Linked DNA regions of Mus musculus: region 1 is linked to region 2. Evidence: chromatin contacts called from public Hi-C data. All regions are on one chromosome and are shown on one strand. Each heading gives the region's core, a stretch centred on a gene start, on an enhancer-like site or on the middle of the called end of the contact. The rest is flanking DNA. Distances are from core to core; before and after follow the strand shown. Region 1 has its middle 130 kb from the start of Nefm. Region 2 overlaps Gm31107 (a long non-coding RNA gene).

Region 1 (2,925 bases), core at 113-2,612, 180 kb before region 2:
GAAAAATGAAGACTGAAGTGTGGACACTATGCCCCTCCTTAGAAGTGGGAACAAAACACCCTTGGAAGGAGTTACAGAGACAAAGTTTGGAGCTGAGATGAAAGGATGGACCATGTAGAGACTGCCTTATCCAGGGATCCACCCCATAATCAGTAATCAGCATCCAAACGCTGACACCATTGCATACACTAGCAAGATTTTATCGAAAGTACCCAGATGTAGATGTCTCTTGTGAGACTATGCCGGGGCCTAGCAAACACAGAAGTGGATGCCCACAGTCAGCTAATGGATGGATTACAGGGCTCCCAATGGAGGAGCTAGAGAAAGTACCCAAGGAGCTAAAGGGATCTGCAACCCTATAGGTGGATCAACATTATGAACTAACCAGTACCCCGGAGCTCTTGACTCTAGCTGCATATGTATCAAAAGATGGCCTAGTCGGCCATCACTGGAAAGAGAGGTCCATTGGACACACAAACTTTATATGCCCCAGAACAGGGGAACGCCCGGGCCAAAAAGGGGGAGTGGGCGGGTAGGGGAGTGGGGGTGGGTGGGTATGGGGGACTTTTGGTATAGCATTGGAAATGTAAATGAGCTAAATACCTAATAAAAAATGGAAAGAAAAAAAAAAAGATGTAACAGGAAACATGCATTTGTTCGTTTAAATTATCAGAACTATAGGAAATCTTGTAGGAGGTAAGTTTCTGCCCTGGCTGGCAAGGTCTCCACTTTTTTCTTGCTCCTTAATGGAATTCCTGGAGAAAGTTAAGTCTTTGGGGTTTATTGTTTCAACTCTATGACAATCAAAGGGATGGAAATGTGTGCTTCTCTCTAACATATTCTGACAGAGGACCTCCCCTTTCCATCAGAGGACATGATGCACACATGGTACAAGAACTGGCATGATTGCCACTCCAAGTATGCCTGGAGGTCACTGGATGCTGTTGCTGTTTTCATGAGCTAAAGAGGACTCTCTACATTTTTTTTTGGCTAATTAAATAAGCCACATGAATTATTCATTGCTCAGAGCAAGGATATGATTATATTTTAAACATTATTACTTTTTCAATCAGACAATCAGCTTCCTCCAGGAAGCTCTTCCTGAGCATCCTGGCTGAAGAAAATCTCTGCTCTGAATTCCTGTGGCATTTGTGACAGGCCACACTACAGAATCTGTTTACACCTTGCATCACAGCTACTTCCAAACTCAGAGACCTTTTGGGGGGTGTCTAGGTAGCCACTGGAGCCAAGAATAAGCCCTGTCCCCCACCCCCACCCCCACCGCCCCAGCCAGGAGAGCACTCATTCATCTTGGTCATAATCTAGCCAGGAGACTGGAGCTATTCATTTCCCCTTTGACCATCAGAGGGCTCTGAGGTGCCATAACTCAAAGAATTGAATCGCAAGCTCTTCAGGAGCAGGGCTGCTGGATTCAAATGCAATCTAAAAGCTTTTGGGGACAGAAATGACATTCATCTTAATCAATGTTAAAGGTTAATGGACAGATGGAGCTGGCTCTGTAGATGTGAGAAAGAGTATTCCACCACCACCACTACCACCACCCCCGGAACTTTACTTAAAAAAAAAATCTGCAGAAGCCAAGAGGAGATAATTAAAAGGCAAATGTCTGTTTTGTTTCCAAGGTATCTATTTTCTGTTCTAAACCACATACCTTTGCCCTTCCTGCTGTGTCCCCTGTCAGGGGAGTGGGGTAGGTCACCTGAGAGATGACAGAAGAGACAGTGCTGACTCAGAGGTTGCAGAGGTGCCCTGAACTGCAGCTTCCTGTCCCACATTTTGCTCACTCCGAAACTCCCATTCCCCAGTGCCATGCCATGTCTCTTTTATGGCTCCACGGTGCTCACAAGTGCACACCAAAGCTTCTCGAAGGCAAAGCCTGCTCTGCTGAGTGACTCCCCAGCCCTTTCTCCATAAGGCGCAATGAGCTACAGCTGAGTCTAGCATCTCCAAGCTAAGGAACCAGCCGCTCTGCAAAACTAGGGGACAAGGGTGGCTGAGTGACTGATCTCCGGCACACATCTGCAGGGCGAGTGTCTTCCCACCTTCCCACAGGAACAGGCATCAGAAGCAGCAAGCAAGAGCTTACACAAGGTGTTCCAGCTGGTCAGAGGTGGGACGAGAAGCCAGCCCAGCAGAGCTGGGTCATGAGTCAGCAGGTTCCCTGTGTCCAGGCAGTGACTTCCCTGGGAAGGAGCAGTAGCTATTTAAGTTATGGTTTCATTCTCCCATATGGAAGTGATCCCTGAAGCATGATGCCTTTTTTTTTTAATTAGCAATATAGTGATTACTAGCCCAGAATTCAGGTGGGCACTTTCTCTTTGTCCTTTGTATAGCAGAGCCAGAGACACTGGGGGAAAAGCATAATACTAAGGCAACCACAAACACAGTTCAAGATCCAGCCTTGGTGCTCTCTCTCCCCAGAACCCAAAGCAGCCACAACCCCTTGCTGTGTCTTCATTTTCTAGTCGATGTTGTTAGATCCTAAGAGCTGTCTATTTCTGTTCCCCCACCGACTTCTTTATAGCAGCACTCCAAGTTTGGCTGAGGCCACCTTCCCAGTCTGAGGGAGTGAGTTCCATTTAGGGCACTTCCTCTCAATTCACTTATTAATATAAGCATGGGTGTGCTGAATATACCATAAAATGAGGTTTAAGACCATATTAGACTTCCAAAGGCATTTCTCTACCCAGGAACAATGATAGGTACTTGTCCCTATACAACTCACACTGTGGCCATGAGGAGACAATGCCATCCATACAACAGAGATGAAGACAAAGTATGGAGGCTCACACCTCTAATCCTGATGCAGATTTTGAGAGCCACAGGATCTGTTATAGCCCAGTTGTGCATGACTCGAGGACTTAAAGCTTCTGACACTGAAGGCTCTCAAAGACCTACCTGTGA
Region 2 (3,028 bases), core at 25-2,524:
GTAGCTATGTAACGTAGATAGCCACCACTGAAAAAATTATAAGAACAATATTGTTTTGGAGATCTCTCTTCAGATACAGGCTGGATGCCTGCTTGCTAACTAGCAATTCCCTTTTTATTATTATATTATCCAGAAGGAAAAAGAAGACACACACACACACACACACACACACACAAACCCCATGCATCTTTCAGTTTCACTTTATCCTACAAATTTAATAACAGAGCCACTAAATCATGTTAGCATAACAGATGCACTTCTGAACAGGCCTGAGGTATTTCAATTTTCAAAGTGGCCCCTTTTGCCTCTTGCCAAAAAGAAAAAAGAAAAAAAATGTTTTGCCCATTACGATGATTAGGATTTACTTTAGAAGTCATCCAAATTAAAATTGACTTCCAATTCGGTTTCCAAAGAGAAATTTAGAAAGATGGCTTAAGTAAGGGCCACGGCTGTCTGCTGTGAACGACATGGACAGGCGGCAGCTGTAGAAAGTGATGGCCTGGCTCCGTTTCAAAGACAGAAGGGCTACCCCAGGGATGAGGCAAGAATGTTTCACAAGGTTCACTCCACCTCTGAGCTGGCCTTGACCATGCTTGGCCTCCCCGATGCTCAGACAACCTGATATTCTGTGATTCAAAAGAAGTAAAAGGGTAGAAAATACGCAACAGACAGGGCCAGTGAGCCGTGCTGTCTCTCGGTGATCGTAGTGAGGGTCTGGAAGAGTACGGCTTGCTTGTGCCTAATCCAGATGTGAATACCCAGCAGCCTCCGGGCAGAAACCTGCAGAACCAGGCATTTGAGGGAAGAATTACTAGTTGGAACTGTTGCATAAATTTGTCCTTCCTGCCAGATGGGGCTGAATCATAAATAGCCGGATGATTGGCCATATTTTATCTATCAAATCAGACCCCCTCCCATAATACAATGAACTTATGCACCCACCTATTTTTTTAATTCATGGATTAGTTATAAAGAAGGGAAGAAAAGCATATTCTTTTCTTATTGTGGCTTCAGGGTTACAGATTAAAGCACCCTGGCTGGCATCTATGCGCATGTCTCATCTAAACCCAGTGTGAGAATTTGAAGAACTCCCTCATCTTACCCCCCCCCTCTCTCTCTCTTTATATCTTCCTAAGATTTATGGATTGATATTCTTTTGAAAAATAGAAATGAAGAGTCTGAGATCAATGTCTAGGGACTTGTAGACCCTGAAGTCTGAGGTTTATAGAGAGGACAGGAGAATAATCTGTAGTTGTCACCATGGTAACACAGCCTGCACAGCGATTGGAGTCGGCAGAATCGGGAAAGAAAATCACCTAAGTCAGATAAATGCATTGTCATGTTCTCCTGACAACTGTGTTTTGTAGATTTGCTGTTTCTCTGTAGATCGGTTTTAAAGTCTGGGTATTTTGTTTGGTTTTTGTTGTTTGTTTGTTTTGTTTTGCTCTTTAGTGTGTGTTCATTATTCAAAAAGGTAAGTTTTATTGTGACTGCTTCATGTGTATATATCACAGTTTTATCACCTTTTCCCAATGTCTGTTTCAAAGTTTGGGGAAGCTGCAGTATGCAACTGAAATGATAGCAGACAGGGCTCAGGCATTGACTCTAGATCTAGCTGTGTCGATAACCACATGCAAAAATTGGACCGTCCCTAGGGAGCCTGGAACAATTTCTCATTTGTTCACAGACACAAAGAATGCTAAGGGATCTCCAAGACTCAAGTAGTCTGTTGTAGTCTCATTTTTCTAATTAATTAATTAACTAATTAATTAATTAATATGTAGCCTGTGCTGCTCTTGAACTCAGCATCCTCCTGCATCAAGGCTGGGTTTACAGGCACGCGCATACCCAGTGGGGTACGTTCTTTCAGAATACCAGCCTGCTGTATGAGCAGGAAGGTCACGAGCTCCTCTTCACACAGTTACCAGTCAGTTGGACTGCAGAACCTGATGACTGCACTCCTTCCACATCTGTGGAGTCCATCTTGTTTAATAAATCATCCGCTGTCTGGAGCCACATGACATTTATTTAGAAACAGCGCTCACAATCAAAATGCAACATGGCTACCCTTAAAAAACATCCTCTTACAAGATGAACTTTCACAAAAGAATGACAATTGGGTTTGTCATTTGTTTCTGGAAACATAATTTGGAACTGTGCGCTTAAACTGAAGGGAAGAGGGAACATGGGGAGGAAATGCCCTCACAAGGTAACTTTTGAGTGTTGAAATTTCCCAAAATCCCATTACTTGGGTGGGTGCACAATTGTATGGAAATATTCAAAGTCATGTAATTTACTAGAGTAAATGTATCTTGTCAAATACAATTTACTTCTCAGTAAAGGTGCTAAAACACTTTCCAGTGTATTTCCTAAGCTTTTGGTTGCCTTTCTATTACATTGAAGCTGTCACCAGATATATAGCTGTTATACAGCAATTCATCTCCTGGTGCTTTTCGATCATTTGTATTTTCTAATTTATATAGATATATTCTAATAGATTCTAATAGTATCATACATCTGGCTCTTGTTCTATGGCGTTAGCACATTAGATCATTAAGACTTCTATAACAAATGCTGTGAATTCAGGGTGTTAACAAGAATAAGAGTACTGCTCCTTACCGTTCATGGGAATTAGAGCATCACAGACCAGTGGATTTGGTTTAGAGGGAAAGACTTAATTGTAGACTTCTGTCATTTATGTTGTGTCTTCACAGTGCGGGAAGGGGTGGGACAGACATCCAGGTCTTCCCTAAAAAGGGGGATAATCCATGAATGTGAGATCCAACTTTGTGACTAACCACTTTCCAAAGAAACAACTTGGCACCGTTACTACAAGTCTAGAATGTCAGGGTATGAATTTTAGTTAAGGCAAAAATAACCTTCTCATTTCTTATGATGCAGATGTCCCAGATAGTGTGTGTGTGTGTGTGTGTGTGTGTGTGTGTGTGTGTGTGTGTGTGTGTGTGTGTGTGTATTGCACAAAAGCTAAGGAAGGATTCCAGTGTCCTGCACTGTCATTCTCTGACTT

Evidence for each region. A called contact is a pair of places that touch in the nucleus more often than the background predicts.
Region 1: a Hi-C map of the N1E-115 cell line shows a contact between it and region 2, with 12 times the contacts expected there. The contact joins two enhancer-like sites. A contact is called at or near these places in 3 of 484 Hi-C or Micro-C datasets (the N1E-115 cell line, adipose-derived mesenchymal stem cells and cerebellar granule neurons).

The regions. Positions count from the first base shown.
Region 1 is chr14:68,252,213-68,255,137 of GRCm38.p6, reverse strand. No RefSeq gene overlaps it. Among named protein-coding and RNA genes, the nearest start is that of Nefm, 130 kb to the right of the region's middle. Within about 2 kb of position 1,362, at least 4 of the 459 cell types and tissues checked have an H3K27ac peak or open chromatin away from gene starts, as enhancers often do. A contact at or near this core is called in the N1E-115 cell line, where this site is marked.
Region 2 is chr14:68,072,372-68,075,399 of GRCm38.p6, reverse strand. The region is part of intron 1 of Gm31107 (a long non-coding RNA gene); the gene reads left to right. Among named protein-coding and RNA genes, the nearest start is that of Gm31107, 7.0 kb to the left of the region's middle. Within about 2 kb of position 1,274, at least 3 of the 459 cell types and tissues checked have an H3K27ac peak or open chromatin away from gene starts, as enhancers often do. A contact at or near this core is called in the N1E-115 cell line, where this site is marked.